Linked DNA regions of Sus scrofa: region 1 is linked to region 2. Evidence: chromatin contacts called from public Hi-C data. All regions are on one chromosome and are shown on one strand. Each heading gives the region's core, a stretch centred on a gene start, on an enhancer-like site or on the middle of the called end of the contact. The rest is flanking DNA. Distances are from core to core; before and after follow the strand shown.

Region 1 (6,851 bases), core at 3,080-5,579, 210 kb after region 2:
CCAAAGGCATGTGCCATTTCTGCTGGGAAAGCCGTCTTTCCTCTCATTTCACAGACTTCTAACACTCCCCAATAACAAGAATGTACATACTGGGGTTCCCCAACTTGCCAAGAGGCACAGGCAGAAAACAAAGAAGACTCTGTGCTCACATCATTTCTAACAAACCTGCAGCAGCCCCTGACACAGCTGGAACAAACTATATTAGGGTGGCCCTCAATTCAGAATCCCCAGAGACAGAGAGGCAAGGCAAATGGTTTGCAGGCTCAGACAGAGCAAAACTCATCCAGATACAAACTTCAATGAATCTGTTCAAGAGCCTACGGCTTCTACTTTCTATTTCCACTTTTTTCCCCCACTGCAAAGTCCATTAGGCTTATAGTCAGAAGGACTAGCCTCAGCTCACTGGCTCTGTAACTAGTCAATGTCATTTATGCTCTTCCAACCTCAGTCGTCTCATCCGTAAAGTGGGGGCCATAAACCCCACTCTGCCTCCATCATGAGATGAAGAGAACAAATTGGACACGGGTTATAAAACAAAGTTCCCAAGTGTCCCCACAGGCCAGCAGTTACATGGGAAGGTGAGGAACCCAAGTTTGAGACCACAGGATGCGGCTGGGGCCATGGCCAACTGAAGAGCCGGAGTCTGTCTCTAGACTCCGCAGGTTGCCAGGCTGCTACCCAGATCCAGTCATGTTTTGCGATGCTATAACCCAGGCCCAGCTGCTAAACTGTTCCATTTTTTCCCCAAAAGCCAGAAAAGATAATTTTTTAAAATGTGAAATAGTCCACAGTTCCCTCGTGGCTCAGCAGGTTAAGGATCTGGCATTGTCACTGCTGTGGCTCTGATAACAGATGCGGCATGGGTTCGATCCCTGGTCCAGGAACTTCTGCATGCCTCAGGCATGGCCAAAAAATAAATAAATGTGAAATATTTCAATGTTTAGGTTCCATTGTTTAGGTACTGACAACTTACTAATATTTTAAAAGAGACACCCAATCATCTACGGGCCCACAGTGGGTAAACCACACAAAACATAGTTCTGGGCTACATACAGTCCACAGGTTGCCAGGCTGCAATCTCCATTTAAGGTACACATATAAGGTTTTTTGTTTTTGTTTTTGTTTTAAGTAATACATAGGTCAAATAAAATAATGAAAGAAGTCCTCTGCAGGAAGATAACATTAAGGTTTATTATCAACAAAATTATCAGGAATTCAAATTATAGCCCCTGGTGCCCCCAAAAGAGTCACTAACTTTTCACTGAAGTTGGATGCCAAATTTAGAAACTGGTTATTTCACAAATAGATGAGCACACATACACATTTTAACTGTCAGCAGCTGACTCTGATCAATACTCAGGAGGAAACATGCAGAATAACAGTTTTCAGTTGAGCACATACAATGTGCTTGAGCAGCAGGAAGTAATTTTCACACACACTCCCCTGCCAGATGTTTCCAACCTGTTCCCTTTAAGAAACCTCTTTCCTCCCATGTCCCACCAGCCCCCTCTGCTCAGCAACACCTCCTCCAGGAGGCCAACAAGTGTAACCAGTGGGAGACCCACCCAAACGCACAACTGTGGTTAACTGGGCTCTTAGGAGGCCCCCAGGTGGCCTGTGGGGCCTGCTAGAATCCTGGCTGGAGCATTTGGCTCGTGGAAGAGCTTTCCAGAACCAGCACAATGGATACAAGAATCAGGCTCCTGAGGCCCTCAGCAATATCCTCCCGCTGTGGTCTCCTCCCATCCAGGGAAGAGGGTGCACTCACCGAAGGTCAGGGCCAGTGGGTGGTAAGACAGTAGGAGGAGGCCTAGGGCTGTGAGCTCTGGTCTGCTGGAGGGAGACCCCTGGGCTGGAGTCCTGTTCCCATCACCTCCCAGCTGTGTGGCCCTGGATATGTCATGGATCCTCTCTGCCTCTTAGTTGTCTCATCTTTAGTGGGACATAAACATCACTACAACACGATGAAAGAGTGCTGATGGTGCCCATTTTAGGAGAAGGCAGAGCTGGGCCTGGGAACTGGGGATGCTGGCTGTCAGTTGCACACTCGGTCCAGCTCAAGGGAAAAGCTCGCAGGGTTTTCCTAATGTAACCCCTTCCCAAGAAGGCCCTTAGTGCAGCACCTCCACACACACTTCCAGGCACCTCACCCTTGTCCCCACAGCAGGAAGGCAGAGCACCCAGCCTGGAAAGGCAACAGCTCACATGTGCCAGCAGAAAACAAAGCTGCTGAGCCCCAGAGAGTCCCTGGGGCCCACTGCAGAGGGATTTGCAAAGTGCACTGCCCAACTCAGATGCCAATCCCGGATTCTGAGCTGTTTACATTTGATATGGTGCCACTACTAACAGGCACCACAGAGTTCCCCTGGGGACCGCTGGCTTGCAACTCAGGGAAACTGCAAATAAAAGCACTCCCCAGGAATAGGCGTGCAAAATGCTCCTGGGGGGGTGCACCTGGAGAAGGCGACATCTGCCTCCTGGGGTGCTGACAAGCAGGGAGGTGGACGGAGAGAAGAGTTACCTGCTGCACTCAGTAGGATTTGCTGGATAGGTGGCCACCCTAGACTCAAGCAGTCTCCATGGAGGATCCCTGTTAACAGGCTCCTGAAAGATGCTGAAGCACCCTGAGATTCCACAAGAAGGATTCCAGACTTCCTGCACTGGCCAGGAGTCACCAAGAACCCACTTACCAGTCACTCACTCATTCGCCTGCTTCTTCATTCCCTCAGCAAATACTTTGGACAATTAAGAGAGGGTGATGAGATCGAGGTTTGCTCCTGCATGGACAGGTCAAAAATGATGACTACAGTGCATGATACATTTCCATAAGGCTCCCCAAGCAGGGGTGAGTCAGGCTTAGGGGCGAGGTGGCAGGAAGAAAGGTGTCAGCAGCAAGGGAGCAGCATGTGTGGAGGCCCAGAGGCTCACACGCACGCACGGACACAAGGACAGAGGCAGGGAGGGACGAAGCAGAAAGACAAGTCCACACCTTCCTGGACTGGCAGGAAGACCACTTCCTGGTCTAAGTGGGCAGAGGAGAAGGCCGAGGAGCAGGGGAACTAAGGTGGGTGAGCGACCCCTGGGGGCTGGAGTGACCGAAGAACACTTCCTGGAGGAATCAAAGAATATTGCCTAGAAGGATGCAGAGGGTCTGGGTTCTCTCCCAGGGGAGGAAATGGCTGGGCACCCCAATGACTGCTTCAGATCCAAAGAGTCAGGGAGTGGGGTACAAAGAGCAGCCTGCATGTGCACCCCTCCTCCACCCCTAATAATGAGACATGTCTGGTCCTTCTCTGCTGCCAAAGCCTGTGCACGAGGCCACCCACCTACCAAAGAGCAATGATGACACAGGCATCCCTCCCTACCTCTGCCGCAGGGAGGCCAGAAGAACAGATGCCTCCTCGAAGCCAGGCATGGCCCATGAGCTGCCCCACCACTCCCTGACCCCTTCTGGACCAAGCCTCATGCTCAGGGCTCCACCCACAGCGACACATCCAGCCTTCAGAACTCACCCCCCACCTCAGTATAGTTAACATTATCCTCGTTTTACAGGCCAGGAATTCCTGCATGGAGGTCAAGGGCGTGCCCAAGGCTAGGCATCGGAGTCGGGCAGTGCAGCTCCAAAGCTAGAGCCCCACATGCTGCCCCACAGGGTGTCAATCTAGGGGGACTGAGGAGCCCCTTTGCCAAGGGGGGCTTCAGTAGTGGGTAGGGCAGAGGTTCCTCTTCAAGGTCACCGAGTAACCTTGTGGGCTCTTCATCGGCCACTGAGGAAGTTCAGTCTTAAGAGCAATGGTCTCTCCCCTCTGCACAGATATCATCAGGGTTCCCACGTTGGCCCTGCAGGAGAGGAGAAGAGGCGGGGGGGGGGGGATGCAGGGCTTTGTCCTGCCGAGGCGTTGAGTCAGAGACTCACAGGCTAGAACACCAGCTCCACAACCACAGGCTGAGCATCCCCGGGCAAGTACCCGCACCTGTGAGCCCCCTCGCCCTCGGGTTCCCACCTGTTTATAATTGTGAGTATTTAACCGGACATGCAGGTAAAGGGCTTATTAGTCCAAAGCCTGGCAGCATAAATGATAAGTAAATGGCAGCTGCTTTACTATCGTTAACATGATCATCTTCACGATCATCTTTCTTGTGTCATTTCATACTGCGGCTTACATCATCTGAGAAAACCAAAGACATTTCGGCATCTGAAGCTCAGAATTCTCTCAAAACCAAAGGGAAAGAAGAAATGGGCCTGCTTTTCTCCCTTCCTTCTCCTATCTATACTCAGCAGAGGGCAGCAAACAGGAACCATCCAAAGATAAGAAAAGGGAGAAGAGAAACACATGGAGAGAAAGCTACACACTCATAAATACACACCCACCCACCACAGCAAGTGGAATTGTTTAGCTTCCTCTAGCTTCCAAAGTATGAACACTCCGCCTCCTCCAGCTAAGAAGGGCCAGGCAGGAAAAAAGTCGAAGCTGAAGAGACAGAAGTTCTTTTTCAGCTTGAGAAAATTTTTCAATGAACTGCCTTTTAATGTGTGGGAGTGGGGGCGGGAGGGAGAGGGGCAGCTCACAGGACGCCTGTGAGGGGAAAAGAAGGTGGCAGCAAAACTCATAAGTGAGATTCAATAAAAGCAGCTTTTATCCGCTCTTCATCTTAACCCTCTCCTTACTCTGTGCTGGAAGCCTTCGTGCCTGAGCTTTCCCAGGAGAACCCTGAGGCCCACAGAGTACAGGGTGGCAAAGAGGTTTTGTCTCCAGGACAGATCTGATGCCCCCACAGCGACTGCCTGGGACACGGTGCCAGCAGGATTCCGGAGCGGCTATTTGTTGGCTTCATCCCTAGGTTTCATTTCCCCTGTTTCCCACAAGAGCATCCAGATTTTTCTCTGGGAAGCTGCTCCACAATTTGGAAGGCCTGACCCCACCCCTAGCTCCAGGGTGGGGTGGTTCAAATCAGCATAGTTCATCCTCCTGACAAGCTTTCGTGGTTCAGAGAGCACATCTGCTCCAAATTGGCCCAGTAACACCTAAGAAGGCTTGCTAGAGTTTATAGGAAAGAAGTTTCCTCTCTCTTATAAAGAAGCTACCAAAAGAGATAGACTTGCTCCTCTGGGTGTGACTATGAGGTCAGAAAGAGTTACAACCCTTTTTTTCCTACCTTGGGGCTCAATCTATCACATGAACCTCTGGATTGTAACACATCTGAAGTCCATTGCAATTACAGGAGCTAATACAGTCTCTTACTCATTTCACTGCATGTGGCGTAATTCATTCTGTTAACTGCAACTGGCAGAACCTGAGATGGCTCTTAAACTCAGATGGGCTCTGTCTGCCACCAGGAGCAAGTGGGGGACAGTAATGGTGCCACATGTGATGCATCCTTTTAATTCCTCTATTCCCCTGCTGGATTCCATTGCCACCTTAAAATGGAATCCATTTTACTTGCCATAAAACGATAAAAATTCAGGAAGTAAATTGACAAAAATAGATGTGCAAAAAAGCCTGATAAGTTCCAGCAGATAATCGGTCTTGATAAATACTGGCCTCCAAAACCTGACGTGATCATCTTGGCTCTTGAGGGATACAACCATAAGAAGGGTCAAATATTAGAATATGGGGGCAGGGGGATACACGTGATGAACCAGAGCAAGAACTTGGAGAAGAACTGCGCTTGAGTCTGCAACCCTCTGAGAATTCATCTCCCCTCACCTGAGCCTCACTTTCCATAACTACTATATGAGGGGCTTGGACTTAGGTGACTTCTCAAGCACCCTTCCCGCTCTGACACATATGGATCACTCCCCAAACACCTTCTGACTATCTTCCAAGTACCAAGGCTTATGCTATTTGCTAGAAGAGGATGTGGTTCCTACTCTAAGACATTCCCGGGAGAGGAAGAAGTGATACACTCCTCAGCCACAGGAACTCGGGCAGGTACAGGCGACCTCGTTTCCCCACCCCGCTGTGCATGTGGACAGCAGTTCTCTGGGAAGCAAGATTCTTATTTAAATCCTCCCTGGGGGCATCAGCTCTTCCTTTACTGGCACTGACACATATATGGGATATGGTCAGATGTATGCAAAATACAGAGCCTACTGCAGACACCATCATGAGCTTTTAGCCGCCACTGGACACGCTTCTGGCTGCCAAGTTTGCCTCAGGGTGCTTTTTAGTGATGAGATCCTGATGCCATCTCTGTGTAAGAGCAGACCGCGGACAAGGTACAATTAGCAAGTGAGATGGTTATCCTTTAAATGGGCCTTTGCTTTCTCATTTCTGATTCTATTATTTGTTATCGTGTCACTGGAACCAACAGATTAAAGGCTGAACATCCTTAGACTTAGAAGAAGGCCCTGCAGTACAAACACCTCTCTAAATAGAGGTCTCATCACAAGGTAGATACAGAGGCCTGTTTAAACACACTTCTGGGAGTTCTCATTGTGGCTAAGTGGCAACAAACCCGACTAGTATCCATGAGGACTTCGGGTTCCAATCGCTGGCCTCACTCAGTGGATTAAGGATCTGGCATTGCTGTGAGCTCTGGTGTAGGTCACAGATGCGGCTCAGATCTGGTGTTGCTGTAGCTGTGACATAGGCTGGCAGCTGCAGCTTTGATTCGACCCCTAGCCTGGAAACTTCCATATGCCTCAGATGTGGCCCTAAAAAGACTAAATAAATAAATAAACACACTTCAACTATCCAGGCCTTTCCAATACAAGCTCCTGAACAAACCCCAAGGTGCTGGAGTTGGAAAATCCTAACAAAGTATCTATTCCCTACACTGCAAGTGAGATGCAACATGCCACGGACTCCCCTTGAGTAGCAGTGTAGAGAAAGAGTCTGAGGTCAAGT
Region 2 (7,078 bases), core at 3,534-6,033:
CAATAACTCTTCCTTTATACAAAGTGACTGATGTGGAAGCGGTGCTTTTGTCTGGCAGATATTGCCCAGGTCGCCGCTGGGCCGCCCCTGCCTTTTGGGAGGTGGAGTGTCCCTGAGCAGGTGGGGGACACCTTACCATGCTCTATTTTCGAATGTCTCCTGGGCGGCTGACCAGGCTGGTGTCCAGCTCTCTCGACTCCATATTAAACTCGCATTAGCTAACGAGGCTGTGTCTCTGGCTCTGCCTGGCAGGGAACCTGCCTTTATGCAGACGGATGGATGATCAATTTCCAAATCCTTCTGTGTGCTGTGACCTCAGGTTTCTTTGGCCCTGACCATGCTGGCCATCAGCCTAAACGTTCCCGAGGGACCAGGGTGACCTTGATCTACTGGGAAGTTTGAGGCATTCAGAATGCCCTCGGATTCCTGGGACGTCTGGAGCCCAGAAGGAGTCCTGGCTTTGGACGATGGGTTTACTCCATGGCTTCCCTGCCCTGGACATGATTCACTGATGGCCGAGGCAGAATGTGAGCTGCCTTCAGAGACATGCACACCTGTTCAGTGAGAGGTCTGAGAGGGGCCCAGTATGTGTCATATTCAGCTCCTCAGAACTCCCTCTGGCCGCCCAGAAACATCATACACAGCAGGCACCAACCCCACAGTGCCTGCAGGTTATCTGGCAGGATCCCAAGACAGGAGGGGACTGTCTGTCCAGGGTTATAAGAGCTGGAGGCGCTGAATCATATCATGACTCGCTCTGAGCCGGGGAGCTGGTCCCAGACCTCAGGGTCAGCTCATGGCACAGGTCACCTCTCTATGGACCGTCAGGCCCCCCACCTCCCTTCACAGCTGAGGCAGCAGCCACCTAAGCACACGGGTCATGAGCAGATGCTGCTGTCCATTCTCAACGCCACCCCTGCAGCCTTGTGACCCAGGGGAGATAGTCACTGCTACCTTGCAAGGCTGCCAAGATGGCATGAGACAACCTGTGAGGAGCACTTAGCCTGAAGCCCGGCCATAGCAAACCTGATGAATGTTAGTCATTTCAATTTGCCAAAGGATAAGAAATACCACCACCTTGAAATGATATAGCTGCCCTTTTGCCCAAGACTCTCGTGGTTTTTATCCTACGACCCAACTTCCCAACTGAAGGAAGTGAGGCTCAGAGAGATGATGCAGTTCTTCTAACTTGGTGGCAGAATCTACAAGTGACCAGGAGAATGACAGGCCAGGCAGGCGGGCACAGTCACGGGACCTGGCTGCTCAGGGGTGTGCCCCTTTCACCCAGTAATATACCAGCATGAGAAGAGCCCAGCTGGTGGCAGAGAGAAGGGAGTTACAGAGCTGGTAGCAGCCAGAAGCACAATGGGCCAGGACCCCATCATATCTGGATGGAGACAAACACAGACCACGGAGACGACATCTTTGCAGCCTCTCTCTGCTGTCAGCTTTCTTCCCTTCCTCCCCCCTCCATGCCCTTTCCACGGGGTGGGGGGACGTGGGGGGGATGCAGTTGCCTACTCGGGGAGCCTTGTTCCATCATAAAGAGCTTCCCAACAGCCTGCCAGCTTGTTTCTTGGGGCCGTTTCCTCCTGTGGAACAGTCTTCCCTGGAAGCCCCTTGCCACTAGACAAGCACAAATCTAATTGCAAAAGCTTGCTCCCCATTCATTTTCACTGCTGCTTTGATTTACCTTATTAGCAAACTTCTTTTGTGTGATGACAGGCCTCATTACAGTGTCTATAAAAGACAATCACTTGCTCTCATCTCCTAAACTAAGGAGGAAAGAACGAGTGGTGATGAGCACCGCCAGGAGGACACCACGGGACCTGGGGAGAGAGCACGGCAGAGGGGCCCGTCTTGCTGAGGGGACTGCGAGCAAGCAGGGGCTGGGGCAAAACCTCTCTCTCCAGGAAACAGCTGCCTGGGAACCAGTCAGGAATGGGTGGGCACTCTCCTGGTGGAGAGGAGCCGCCAGCCAGCCCTGACTTTTGCTGCTGGCTGCTCGGCCGAGGAGCCCAATGAAGTCCAGACCCTATTCAGTGGTGCTTGGGAGCTGCAGCATCAACAGAATAACCATCACCCGCTATTCCGCCTTGCCTGTATTCTTAGGAAGAACACAGGGTAGCCATGGTGAGCTCGGCTCTGGCTCTTCCGTGAGCTTTGGGAATCTGAAAAAGCCTTGGTTTCCTCATCTGCAGAACAGGATGAATTATTTGTGCCTACCTCCCAGGGTTGTGATGAGGCTGGCAAGTCTGAAGCACAGAGGACTCTGAGAATCTGGATGCTGTGACCTGGACACACGGTGGTGGGCATCACATGTGTATTTGCCCCACAGTTCCCAGAAAGGAAGGAATGCCTGGGCCCCTGTCTTCCAGAAGTTCAGATTATTTAGATATATTTGTTCTGAACAACAAGATACTGTTTCAGGAAGTCCTGCCAGCCTCAGAGGACCTCACTCATGTTAGTTTTAGATGCTTACTGTGGTTACTGGGTAAGGCTGGTAAAAGAGGAGACAAAAAAAATCCCAATTTTATTTTAGTTTAAAAAGTCGCTTAAACTTACTTCTGGTATATTATTATTTTATACAATATGGCTTTACGGATGTGTGTATCTAAATTAATACATTAAATACCTGACTGTTTCAGCAATATCCTGAAGTGTTTATGGTCAACTTGGAAAAAAATGGGGGGTGGCTGCCTTACATTAGGGTTTCTTCCTGGATTAAATGAATTTAGTAAAGTTGCAGGATATGTTAGGTTTTAGGTCATATGTGAAACAGGCAATCTTACAACCACCCAGTGTGGGGCGGTAACCAGCATGCCTTCCACATGAGGAAAGCGAGGCCTAATGAGAGCCAGTGCCTTGCGCAGGGCTCCTCAGCTTGCAGGTGGCAGAGCCGAGTGGAATCTGGGTTGGGGCCCCCAGACGTCGGCAGTTCTGCAATGACACCTTCCTGGTTTCATCTTTCTAAAGCCTGGTCCTGACCCTATCATGGTTTTCCACAAAGTCCTCCCGGCACTCGTACTGTCTGCAGAACAAAGGGTCATCCTGGGCTTACAGTCAAGGCTCCAGTCAGCCCAGACCCCCTCCACACCCCCTGGGTGCCCTGTGTGGGTGCTGCTGAGGGCCAGCCGCAGTGCACCTAGGCTTCTGCTCTGCTGGGCACATGTGCTTTTCCTTCCATAAAAAATGCAGCCCAGGACAAGCATTCATTCATTCACTCACACGTGGCCTGGTCGTGCCAGCCTTGCTCTAAAACCCTGTTGGAAGAGATGGAATAGAAGCTGACAGCCATGGGTGGATCCAATGATACAGAACCTCGAAAGTGGGGTGAAGGTGCTGGGGCCTTTGGGCCAACCTGCCAACCAACCTCCCTATTACTCTGTCTTTCCACCCCTGGGCCCAGGCACCCATCTGTACAAGACCTCACCTACCACGGTCTTCCATCTCGAGTGTGCTCAGGATCACCCAGAGAGCTTGTGAACCAGACTGCTGGGCCCCACCCAGAGGATGTCTGACTCAGCTGGTCTGGGGGGGGGTCTGAGAACGTGCATTTCTAACAAGTTCCCAGGTGATGCTGCTGGGCGGGGGACCATGCTGGGAGAGGAGAACCAGTTCATCCTGGATTAGTGACTCGATAATGGTGCCTTGCAGTTCACACTGTGTCTCTAGACAGCCCTGTGAGTATGGGGTTATTAGTGTCCTTTCAATGAAGACATAAAGGTTCAGCAGAAAGGGCAAGTGAGCTGTCCAAGGCCTCACTGCAAGTTCATTCCAGAGCTGGGCCCGGAGCCAAGGTCTCTGGCCTCTGTCTTTTGAGCCTCAAAGCTCCTTCACTCCTGGCTTCCTGCAGTCGTAGCCTAAACACATGGACCACGATGCCAACATTAATAGCTACTGTAATTGATTATTTATAATGTGCCAGGCGCTGAGCTAAGCTTTTAACACATTTTGATTAGCACCATGCTAATACTCACACTATGAAGCAGGGATCATTCTATTGCTGTTTTACAGATGCACAAGTCCAGAGAGGTTAAGTCACTTTCCCAAAGTTACACAGTGATTAGCTGATAAAGCTTGCACCTGAACCCAGGTGGTTTGATTCCAAAGCCAATGTATTCTACCCTATGCTGTTCTGCCCTTCCCCCCTCCTTTTTTTGCTTTTTAGGTCTGCACTTGCAGCCTATGGGTCAGGCTATGGGTCAAATACGGAGCTATAGCTGCCGGCCTACGCCTCAGCCACAGCAACACAGGATCTAAGCCGCGTCTGTACCCTGCACCACAGCTCACGGCAATGCCGGATCCTTAACCCACTGAGCGAGGCCAGGGATCTAACCCGCATCCTCATGGATACTAGTCAGGTTTGTTAACCACTGAGCCATGATGGCAACTCTGAGTTCTGCCTTCTTTTTTAACACGAAGGTTCTGATCTAAACAGCTACCACTTACTGACTGCCTTCTTTCTGCCTGTCTCCAAGGCAAACACTTCATCCCATTCAGGTTTTACCACAAACCTGTGAAGAAATTATTATCGCCGTTTTTAGTGATGAAGGACTGTGGCAGGAAGAGATGGATATGTGGCTGGCTAGTGAGCCACATACCACAGGCAACCCTTGGGCCTCGGAGTCGACTTCCCGGAGGAATGGTGGGAGGGGCAGGTGCCCACAGAGACACTCACAGAATTTCAAATGGCTGCTCAAAGTCAGGAGCAGAATGCCTCCCCTGTTCCTGGCAGACAGCTCCTGGAAAGTCTGGGTACATGTGGCTGGGAGGAAAATGCTGCATGCAGCAGAGCAAGTTCTCAGCATCCTCGGATAACCCAGCAAAGGAAGGAGCTAGCCCGGTTCCCGGCAGTGAGCTGCAGCTGGTCTGAGTCAGAGGGGGCCGTGGAAGGGATGGGGAGAGGCGATGCCAGGCTGGCACTTGCAAGGGGGACCGCTGGGTGGCAACTTAACCCCTCAGGGCTGGTCCTGACCTCTTGGGCCCTCCTGGAGCAGTGGCCTCTCTCTGCCCCCTTCTTCCATGTGCAACAAGATAAGCACTAGGCTTAGAGTTGGGACATCTGGGATTTAGCCCCGGCTCTGCAACCTTCCGGCTGCGGGATCCTGGCCCTGCCACCTAAGCACTCAGGCCTTGGGTCACAACATGACCCCTCATTAGTTTCTGGGGCATTGCCCTACCTTCTTTTCATACAGCCTATGAGTTTCAAGGAAGATAAATTTGAGTTTTTTCTCTTTTTTTTCAACCTGCTCAAGGCTGTCTGGGACTGCACTGGCCTTGGTATCGCTATCAGTGTCAAACAAAACAAACCCACTCACCCCCAAGGCTCCTGCCTCTACTCAGATGTGCTGGGTTTCCCTCTGGGATTAAGGCTATCCCTCGTCCCCTCGTGTGACTTCCTGTCACTTCCTTGCTCATGCGCGCCTGCCACATGGCTCCATCTCTCTCTCCGAGGGCGTCAGGCTGCTGCTTCTGCCTCCTGGAGTAGACCCCATAGTTAGGGGGCTCCGTCCCCCACCCCCCAGGGGACACCTCACCATGACTCCCCTTTCTGTACACCCTCACTTATGGGGACTCTCATTCCTGAAAATGCAACTGGCCCAAACAAAGCATTGGGGGTGTATGTGGGGAGGGGCTGGCTGGGAGGCCTGAAAAAATGAGTTTCTCCTTATTCTTAAAGAAAATCTTAATTTTTCTCCTGACTGGAGACCTGCTAGATATTGATGATGAATGCATTCTATGTTACAGAAACACATCAGTAGAAAGAGACAGCCACAATGTCATCTCCCACCCCTGATGCCCCAAAGGATGAGACGGTTTCATGGCACCATGGGTCAGAGGACATCAGGGCACAGCTCAGTCTGAAGTCAGAAAGCAAGGCTGAAATCCCTATTCCAACGATGTGGCATTGGGAAGTGATCTGACCCAAGCCTCAGATTGCTCATTTATAAAATGGGGGGCAAAGGGACCCAGAAGTTACTGCACTCGAATGCTCAGTAAATGACAGCTGGTAGGGGATGGGATTAAGATGGCAGAATAGAAGGACTGGAGCTCAACTTCTCTCTTAAAAACAAAATATACAACTAAATGCTGAGCAATCTTCAACCAAGTGGACCAGAAAGTTTCAAAAAGATATCCTACTCCAGAAGACAAAGAGGAGGCCACATCAAGAGGTAAGAGGGGCGATTATGTGATATAAGCAACCCCATACCTCCTGGGTGGGAAGCCCCACAGACTGGAAACTAACTGGTTCATAGAAACTCATCTACAGGAGTGAGGGTTCTGAGCCTCACATCAAATCCCCACACCTGGGGATCTGGCACTGGGAGAAAGAGCCCCTGGAGCATCTGGCATTGAAGGCCAGGGGGCTTGCACGCAGGAGCTCCACGGGACTGGGGGAAACAGAGACCCCATTCTTAAAAGGTGCACACAGACTTTCACGTGCACCGGGTCCCGGGGCAAAGCAAAGTCTTCATTGGAATCTGGGTCAAACCTGACTGCAGTTCTTGGAGGACCTTCTGGGAAAACAGGGGTGAATGTGGCTTGTTGTGGGGGAAGGACATTGGAAGCAAAGCTCTTGGGAATATTCATCAGCATGCCTTTCTCTGGAGGTGGCCATTTTGGGAAAATCTGGCCCCACCTATCAGCACTAAGAAGCCCCAGGCCAAACAACAATCCAGGTGGGATCACAGCCCCGTCTATCAGTAAACAGGCTACCTAAAGAACCCCCAGGCACACAGCCACCTCTAATCTCATCTGGAAACAAAGACCCACCCACCAGAGGGACAGGTATCAGCTTCACCTACCAGTGGGCAGGCATCAGTCCCTCCCATTAGGAAGCCTACAGCAAGCCCCCATACCAACTTCAGCCACAAGGAGGGCAGGCACCAGAAGTAAGAGAGGCTACAACTCCATTGTCTGTAAAAACGTCACCACATCAAAAACCTATAAAAATGAAAAGACAGAGAACTATAACTCAGATGAGGGAGAAAGAAAATACCCCAGAAAATCAGCTAAGTGATCGGGAGATTCTCAGCCTCCAGGAAAAAGACTTTAGACTGTTGATGCTGAAGAT

The links. A called contact is a pair of places that touch in the nucleus more often than the background predicts.
Region 1: a contact with region 2 is called in a Hi-C map of brain, with 7 times the contacts expected there. The contact joins two enhancer-like sites. A contact is called at or near these places in 1 of 5 promoter capture datasets (fetal skeletal muscle), 16 of 47 Hi-C or Micro-C datasets (brain, embryonic fibroblasts, epiblast stem cells and 10 more) and 2 of 2 datasets of contacts at active chromatin or transcription factors (alveolar macrophages and skeletal muscle).

What each region holds. Positions count from the first base shown.
Region 1 is chr16:68,950,397-68,957,247 of Sscrofa11.1, forward strand. The region is part of intron 2 of GALNT10 (polypeptide N-acetylgalactosaminyltransferase 10); the gene reads right to left. Among named protein-coding and RNA genes, the nearest start is that of GALNT10, 79 kb to the right of the region's middle. Within about 2 kb of position 4,330, at least 12 of the 83 cell types and tissues checked have an H3K27ac peak or open chromatin away from gene starts, as enhancers often do. A contact at or near this core is called in brain, where this site is marked.
Region 2 is chr16:68,743,553-68,750,630 of Sscrofa11.1, forward strand. The region is part of intron 8 of GALNT10 (polypeptide N-acetylgalactosaminyltransferase 10); the gene reads right to left. Among named protein-coding and RNA genes, the nearest start is that of SAP30L, 37 kb to the left of the region's middle. Within about 2 kb of position 4,784, at least 7 of the 83 cell types and tissues checked have an H3K27ac peak or open chromatin away from gene starts, as enhancers often do. A contact at or near this core is called in brain, where this site is marked.